2 separate regions of the Triticum aestivum genome follow, and region 2 is linked to region 1. A link is a contact called in public Hi-C data. All regions are on one chromosome and are shown on one strand. The core of a region is the stretch at or near the end of the contact, and the rest is flanking DNA. Distances in the headings are between cores, read along the strand shown.

What was found. A called contact is a pair of places that touch in the nucleus more often than the background predicts.
Region 2: a Hi-C map of leaf shows a contact between it and region 1, with 2.2 times the contacts expected there. The contact joins the promoter of LOC123123196 here to the enhancer-like site in region 1. A contact is called at or near these places in 2 of 5 Hi-C or Micro-C datasets (both in leaf).

What each region holds. Positions count from the first base shown.
Region 1 is chr5D:499,656,628-499,661,054 of IWGSC CS RefSeq v2.1, reverse strand. No RefSeq gene overlaps it. Among protein-coding and RNA genes, the nearest start is that of LOC123123195, 72 kb to the right of the region's middle. Within about 2 kb of position 1,879, at least 6 of the 8 cell types and tissues checked have an H3K27ac peak or open chromatin away from gene starts, as enhancers often do. A contact at or near this core is called in leaf, where this site is marked.
Region 2 is chr5D:499,833,685-499,838,111 of IWGSC CS RefSeq v2.1, reverse strand. LOC123123196 reads right to left here and starts at 2,465. Exons shown (of 3, transcript XM_044543662.1): 1 at 1,735-2,465; 2 at 1,445-1,637; 3 at 390-1,344. The coding sequence starts at 2,163. The coding sequence ends at 821.

The sequences.
Region 1 (4,427 bases), core at 630-3,129:
TTGGCGTTAAGCGACGTGCGTGCAGTGCAGAGCGTACGCTCTTGCTAGGTCAATTAAGGGGAGCTAGCAATCAATTAAGGAGGGCCCCGTCTCGAGAGAGCTCACATCAGCTGTTACTTCCGCGGAAAAGCAACAAGGCAGGCAGTGGCGACTGCTCCCCCTTCTCGTTAACAACTGTGGCGATTGATGTGTGCCTGCTGTCCTCTTCATCTTCAAGGCCGATGTACCACAATGCCACAATGATTGTTTTTTCGACGTCGACATGCATGGTTTGTTGGGAGACAGAAACCAAATGAAATTATGGTGGATTAACATGGTTTATTGATCTCAGTGGCAGACACCAAATAATACTACAATTGTAAATTAACACGGTTTATTAGAGAGAGAGAGAGAGAGAGAGAGAGAGAGAGAGAGAGAGAGAGAGAGAGAGAGAGAGAGAGAGAGAGAGAGAGATGGTGTGAGCTAGGTGATCAAGTTAAAGACAGTGGAGGAAATGGTAATTGGAAAAGAATGATGCATTGATGTAGCCTGCCCAAGCTCTCACGGCCAAGTTAATCTACTCGAGTGCAAGGGAGGGGAGGCCTCTCGCTTTCTCCTAGCTAGGCTTTTACCACCAGCCTTTGGTTTTTCCCTGGTTAAGAAAGGATGAGACATGTCCCGAGTGATGGTTTTTAGTGTTTGTCGTCCTGCCCATAATCAAATGAGGCATCATTTCATACTTCCGTGTCACAATAAATAACCACTCCGTATGGTAGAGAGGGACAAAGGGGCCCAAAAGGTTGGACTCAGTACGTACTAGCCTCACTACTCACCACTCAGTGTACTACCTGAAACCTTCACTTTAGCTAGGTGCAATATTTATCCACTAAAAAAAGGCTAGGTGCAATATCTTGGCACCGTAAGTAGGAAAGCAATGGCTTTGGTGCCATGTGTTTGGACAGATTAAGAAACCAAGTGTGGTGCTTAATTAGTGGCTGATGGAGTAGGGGTTTAGGTGGTGGTTGAGAGGCGAACATGGTTTGCTTGCGTCGAACTTCATCATTTGTGTCGTCCCTCCCTTTTTTTCGGTCGTGTCTGAGCGAGCTGGTTGCGAGTGCCTCCCTTTCTTTTCCCAATCTTATCTCAAGATTGACACGGCTACCTAATTCTGTGTTTTTTCGTGCAATAATAAGCATCTAGCTAGAACTTGAAATCTACTCCTAAGAAGGTAGGTAGGGGAGGAGAGGCGATCGATCCGCGGGCGGTCTCTTGCATCATTTTGCTCCTTAACCATTTTTAGTATTACGAACGGCGCTATACACAAAGATCGGTACTTACGGCTCGGAACATCCGTGAAACATGCAAATGCAATGGAATAAAGCTGGAGCAAACTTGCTTGTTGAGGTAACCTTGCTGCATGCGTGCTGAAAGGGGTTGCGCCACGGCGCACCTTGGAACGAATGATCTCTCACTTGCACCCAAGAAGCAAAGGTTAAAAGGGACATGTGCACGCAGCATGAGTGAATGCGAATGCTTTGCGTCCCTCGCTCCCATTGGGCCGGAGAAGCTCCAAAAATGATGCACCTGCTGCACGCCCCGACCCGTGGTGGTTCCCCTCAAAGTCTTTCTGCCTGCAGCTCTGAATATCATCAACAAAATGAGCATCGCGTGGCGTGATCAGGCGAACCACATGCGGTGCGAGCGTCCACGTCGTTGCTCTGTGATCGCAGACAGGAGAGGAACTTGAGCTACACAGCTGAAGTGACAGTGCTGTACATGGAGGCCAACGGGCAAATTTACGTCCGCCGTGACGTCAATTGCGAGCTCGATGTCTCGGAGAGGGACGGCCGGGGAAGCCAGGGCTCCGGCATCGCCATTGCATGCGCGGCGCGTGACCGGATGACGGCGACCGAGTTAGCTGCACCGTGGGGTTGTGGTTGCGAGACGACACTGCACGCACGGCATTGTGCCGCGTCGCTGCTTGCTCTTTTTTTTTTTTTTTTTGAGAAACCACTGCTTGCTCTTCTGGCTGGACTCACACTGGAGAGCGACGTGCCCGCCACGACCTAGTGTTTTTTTTTTCAATCTTGGGCGTGTATTCCCTTTTCCGATTGAAACTTTCGTGGGCCTCTCTACCCAGTTTAGGATAAGAAACATATGGATTGATATCGGGCCATGGGGCGAGCAAAACGAGATTGCAAGATAGGCCGCCGGCAGCAGGGAGAGCTCCTTTTCGGCGCCCTCAGCGCCGCCGCTTGGTCTAGTGGGCGCTGGAAGGCGAACCATAGTGGGCCAGCCCAGCATCTTTCGCATCAAGGAAAAAAATAACATATTCATCGCTATTATTCTGCGAGACGTAGGTTTCGAACCTGCATGCCTACGCCCGCACGGTTGTCGTGCTAATCACTCTAGCGCAACAACGTTGATGAAATATGTAGGAAAACAGTGCTATTTGGCAGCGGTTCCGGTCCCAGTTAGGATTTTTCGGAAAAAGAAGACGTAAATATGAAACAGAATTCACGAATATTAGAAATGTTCATCGATTTTGAAAAATGAATTCACGAATTTCCCAAAAATGTTCATAAAATTGAAAAAAGTTCACTGGATTTCAGAAAAAGTTCACGAATATGAAAAACATTCACCGGATTTTGAAAAATAGTTCACGGGTTTGAAAAAATTCATCAATTTTGACAAAAAAAAAGTTCATGAATTTTGAAAAAAAAGGTTCACCAGATTCTGAAAAAAGGTTCACTTGTTTGAAAAAAGTTCACCGATTTTGATAAAAAAGTTCACGGATTTTCAAAAAAAGTTCATCAATTTTGAAAAAAATTCACGGATTCTACAAAGTTCACCGGTTTTGAAAAAAGTTCATCTATTTTATGAAAAAAGAATCACGCATTTAACTAGAAAAAAAAGGAAAGGAAGGAACAAAAGAGGGAAAGGGAAGTAACTAATCAAATGACGTACGTTGTCTAGTTGGCTATGGTAGCTAACCAGAAACCAGGAGGTCTCCGTTCGAATCTCACTCCCGCATGCTTTTTTTACCTTTTAAAACTGGAAAAAGAAGGAAAAATGGGCCGGCCCAGCATGGAAGTGGAAATGTGCGCCCGTTTGTCGAAATCGAAGTAAGGGGCGCTGAAGGCGCCGAATAGGGGTTTGGCAGCAGCAGGGCCAAGAAATATGGGAGCTCCTAGACAACGCTGTAAGCGCCAGTTTGTGCCGCTGGCGCCCGCACGGACGCGAACTGGGCCGGCCCAGCAAGCTGCTGAGAAGCAAAAAGATTTATTCGGTAGAAGCGGGAGTCGAACTCGTCACGCGCATTTAAATGCCCACAAGGGTTAACCACTGGACCAACCTCAAACTACAAATTAGTTTAGAAAAACAAAGCTATTTAATATGTCATATAGTACAAACATTAAACACATACTAGTACTTTATACCTCCTTTAAATTCTTTGAATAAAGAAAACATATATTTGTAAAGGCATTCATATAATCCATGAATTGAAAGGAAAAGTTCACAAAAATGGAAAAACTTCATGAATTCAAAAAAAGTTCATCGAATTAGAAAAAAGTTCATCGAATTTGAAAAATAGTTCATCAAATCTGAAAAAAGTTCATAGAATTTGAAAAAACTGTTCATTGAATTTCAAAAAAAGTTCATCAAATTTGAAAAAAATTCATCGAATTTGAAAAAAGTTCAAAGAATTTCAAAAAAAGTTCAACAAATTTCAAAAAATATCAACAACTTGAAAAAAGTTCAACAATTTATAAAAAAGTTCATCGATTTTCAAAAAAAGTTTACTTATTTAACAAAACAGTTCACGTATTAAGAAAAACCACGCAATAAGGAAAACGAAAAAGATGAGAAAAAAGGAATAAACCGAACTGTAGAACGAGATAAACATAGAAAAATGAACTACCTAACAGTCGCGGGTGTATAGCCCGGTGGAAACCCCGCTTCGAGTACTATTTTTGACCTTTCGAAAACAAGAATGGGCCGGCCCAGTTTGGACTGCTGCAGGCGCTCGTTTGCAAAATTGCACTGTAACGAGCGCCTGCAACGCCAAATAGGAAATGCCATGAAATATCGGGCAGAGCTATGTCTTGCTTTGAAAAAAAAGTCTAAACATATCTGTGCCGGCTCGGATATCAAGACACACATGTAAAGTGGCTTAAGAATTCGATATGGCTTTGTGTTTATGCACCGCCGTAGACGCACACCAGTGGGGATTCCGGACCCCTGGGAACTCTTTCAATCATCTATCTCAACTCTAGTCATTTTACTTGTTATTTATTTCAGCTCATTTATTCGCCTTTACGCTTGCAACCTTATTACTATCTTCATTACTGTTCTAGATCACTTACAATTCTAGGCATATTATTTGCACCTTGCAAAGGACCAAAGTTTGAATCATGCGCTTCCTATGGGATCAATACTATTACTTC
Region 2 (4,427 bases), core at 1,216-3,715, 180 kb before region 1:
GCGCCACCGGATAGAATGAACACTCTGCTTACTGGATAGACGGGCCCCCACCCTGGGAATCCATGGGCCCCGGCCCTCATCAGTCCTCGCTTTGTTTTGTTTCGGCCAGGTGAATGATCGACGTTCGGCTGTTCATCATGGCGTGCTCCCTCGCCCAAATCCAAAGCTCCTTCGTCGTTTCCTCCGGCGAGAATCTTCCCGACCGGAATCATGGCGGATCACAGTAATGGTACCGGCGCCACACAGTTCGGCTCACTCAAGTGTATCATCGATTCATCAATTCAACAGAGTGGAGAAAAACATGGCATATACTTGAATTATTACTCATCATAGTTCATCTCTTCAACAGCAATAACAAGCAGACCGTCCATAAGATTATATAACAACTCTTCACTGGCAAGGTAAGTCTTAGATTGATCAATTCCTACAGGCAAGCAGAGAACAACCGGCGAGAAGCCTCGCCGGACGATCTCCCTCTTCTTCTCTTACAGCTGCTGCTACTAATACTACTATTCGGCGGGAGGGGGTGAAGCATCACCAAAGCTCCACGGCCTCCTCATGGCGAGAACAAAAATTACATGGCAGGGGGGGTCAAAACTCGAAATTAATGGAGGATGGATGGTACTACTAGGGGGTGGGCGAGTGCTTTTTTCTCTTTTCCGAAACAAAAAAACCCCGGAAAAACGAACACGGAAACACCAAAAACGGGATCCGCCAACGGATCGAAGCGCGCCGAGGAGAAAGAAACGGAAAAGGCGGTGGGTGGAAAAATTGGGGATCCGTCCATCTACTGGCGGTTATTTTGTCCGCCTCGCCACGCTCAGAGGACGGCGGCGAGCCCCGTGACGACCTTCGCCCTGGGCTGCTGCTTCTTGCTCGCCGCCTCCTCCGTCGGGCGCCACGGCGACACCACCACCGTGATCTTCTCGCCGGGGGTGGGGGAGACCCCGCTCCTGTTCATGCCGAACAGCAGCTCGAACTCGCCCGAGAAGCTCGCCGCCGACACCGCCGTCGCCGTGGCAGAGGCGGCGGGGGACGGGGTTGCGGCCGACTTGTCGCCGGTGCGAACGTGCGGGGACAGCCACTTGGCGCGCATGTACTCCGGCTTACGCCATGGTGGGAAGTGCAGCCCCTTCTTCTTCATGCTCTGCCGCGCCGCCTCCGCCACCACGGACACGATCTTCCCTAGCCGGTCGGACGTGCCCACGAACAGCGGCGGCAGCGCCTGGAGCGCCGCGCGGTACGCCTTGGTCGACCGGGCCACCTCGAACTCGGACCTGAAGTGCACCTCCACGATCAGCCGCCCTCCGTCCCCAACCACGGCGTCGATGTACTCGTGCTCCCCTGCGTAGACGGAGAGGATCGATTAATCCCCTGCCATGCCATGAAAGGGGAATATAGACCGAGCGTATGTGAATCGAGGAGGACGGGATGGATTTGGTACCTGCGGGGTAGGACTTAGTCTTCTCCCAGCGCGACTTGCAGACGGCGGCGTCGTAGCCGAGGGCCCGGAGGCCGTCGGCGACGGCGCGGCGGCACTCGGCCTTTCCCTTGCAGGTCCGGCCGCACCGCTCGGCGATCCTGGAAGCGTCGGCGAGAAGGTTCCGCTCCGCGACGCTCGCGCTCTGCACCAAACCCTGCACGCAAAGGGAAAGGAGGCAACCGCCTCGTAAATTCGTTGCGGCTTTTCCCAATTTGGGGAGGGGTTGGCGTGCCATGCGAAAATTCCAGTACCTTGAGTGCCTCCAGGGTGTCGCCGGCCGCGGACGGGGGCGGCGCGGAGGCCTGGCCGGAGGGGAGGAAGAAGCCCTCCTCGTCGTCGCTCTCCTCGTAGTTGCTGCCGTTGAAGCAGTTGCAGCGGCCGCGCGGCGGCCGCTCGACGGCCGCGGAGTCCTCCATGAAGCTGAGCACCATGCGGTCGAGCCCCACCGAGCCGACCTCCGCCTCCCCGCCGGCCGCGGGCCTCTCCTCCTTCTCCCGCTCCTTCCCGTCCCCGGCGACCGCGAGGCGCTCCGAGGCGGAGACCCTCACGAGCAGCCTGCGGAGGCGGGAGACCCTGGGCGGCGCGGGCGGCGTCGGGGCGGGCGCGAGCGTCGGCGGCGGCGGCGGCGGCTTCCCGTCCATGGCGCCGTGGTGGTGACCGGGCTTGAGCTGGAACGGCATCGATCGCGTGAATCCTAACCACTACCGCAACCACGCCATCCCCAATCCCGAACTCCAACCAACCACACCAGCGCAGTTACACACCACCACCAGTCCCGACTGCAACCACCGCCCCAACCACACACACAGCGAGAAAAAAAAAGAGATAGGACGGACGCCCTCTACTGCCCGTCCAGTTCGCCGGCGGCGACGGCGGCCATTCCCGGCGGGCGGCTGGTTATTATTATTTTTTCTTCCCTCTCACGGTCGGTCGCCGGTCGCCTCCCTCCCCGTCTCCTTTTCACAGTTTACAAGCGAGCGAAGGGGGTTCAAACGGGACGGGAGCCTCGGGGTCTTAAAGGGCTCAGGTGGGGGCGGGGTGACGTGGCGGGCCGCGGGCCCGGTAGGCCCAGCGGGTACGTGGCGGAGTGGGGCGAGCGGCGGGTCGCCCGACGGTGACACGCGCCTCGCACGGCGTTTGCCGTCTGCGCCAGGGAACGGCTGCGCATGCCCATTTTGCCCCCCGATGATGGTCTGCCGTTTGCAGGACCATCTGCTGGAGCTCAGGGGTATGATGGGGATTTCGCGCTGGGAGGTGGGGCCCGTGGGTGGCGTGCGGGCGTGAGGTGTGGAGTGGGACTGGATAGTGAGGGACTACTGCTAGTGCTACCGACCCGTTTAAAAGTTTTTTTTCTTTCTTTTACAGAGATATATTTATCTTTTCTGGTTGGATTGGATAGGGCTGTTTTAGCGTGTTGGCCTAGTCCATACGTAAGTACGAGAGGACTTTTGAGCAGGGTGTTTCGATTTTCCTGCTACAGTTTCTAAAACATTTTCCTAGCCACCAACAATTGTTGGCTTATCGTTATGGTACAACCCATGTTGTACTTCTCTTTTTTTCTTGGAAAACGCAAGTTGTACTACGACTGCTTCGAATAAAAATAAGCATCATATTTAGGGAGGACCATGAAAATTCCCTTCCCAATTTACCCGCAACGCAAAGGCCCATACAGCTATAAACTATTGAAATAATGAGAAATTTAATTCCTGCGTAAAATATATAATAGTAGAGTATTTATTCTAGATTTCGAAGAAATTCGGTTGGATCGATGGTGCTCGCAGCTATCGAGCGCAAAGATATTCTCAAACCAGTGACGACTCACAATGCCTAAAATAAATTTCAGCAATTGATTTTGCGACAACCAAAACAAGAGCATCTCTGGTCAAATTTGGCTACCCTGACGTCCGTGGAAAAGAACCGGCCACCCCCATTTGTTCGCTTGGGCAACCACATTCGTCGTATTCAAAATCTCGAACCAATGCGACCTCAAAAAAGGAAATCTCGAATCAATGCAAAGGCATGCACGAGATCATTCGATCAATATAGCAGACAACCAATTCAACGATTCAAGATTGCTCTGAATAATCCAGGATGGAAAAAATCAACAATTTATAAATCAATTATCCTTATTGATCTCCTTCTTTTGTTGATCAACCATTTCTTCTAAGCTTTTTTATGATTGGAATTGGATGTGGTTGTTCTAGCATGGTGAGCCCAGTGCCATGCGGAAGCTCGAGAGACATTTGTGCAAGATGTTTCAATTTTTCGGCTTCAATTTCTAAAATATTTTCCTGTCACCGGTTGTTATATTAAGATAGTAGTAGTACAACCCACCCATGTTGTACTTGTACAACTTCGAATAAAATTAGTATCAGAATTAGGAAGGACCAAAAAAATGCGCTTCCTAATTTAAAGATATAAACTGTTCATATAATGAGAAATTTAATTCCCACATAAAATATATAATAGTAGAGTATTTATTCTAGATTTCGAAAAAATTATGTCGGATCGATCGTGCTGGGTGCTATCGAGCGCATTGATATTTTGAAACAAGAAATGACCGACAAAGCCTAAAATAAATTTCAGCATCAAATCTTGCAAGGACCAAAACAAGAGCATCCCCGGTCAAACTTGGCTCACGTGGCATCCACAGACAAGAGCCGGCCACCCCCATTTGTTCGTTCGGGCAACCACATTCATCGTATTCAAAATCTTGAACTAATGCAGCCTCAAAAAAGGAAATCTCAAACCAATGCAAATGCATGCACGAGACCATTCGATCAATATAGCAGACAACCAATTCAGTGATTCAAGATAGGTCAAATAATCCATGATGAAAAAGTCAACAATTTATAAATCAATTGCCCTTATTGATCTTCTTCATTTCTTGATCAACAATTTCCTCTAAGTTTTCTAATGATTGGGATTGGATAGGGTTGTTTTA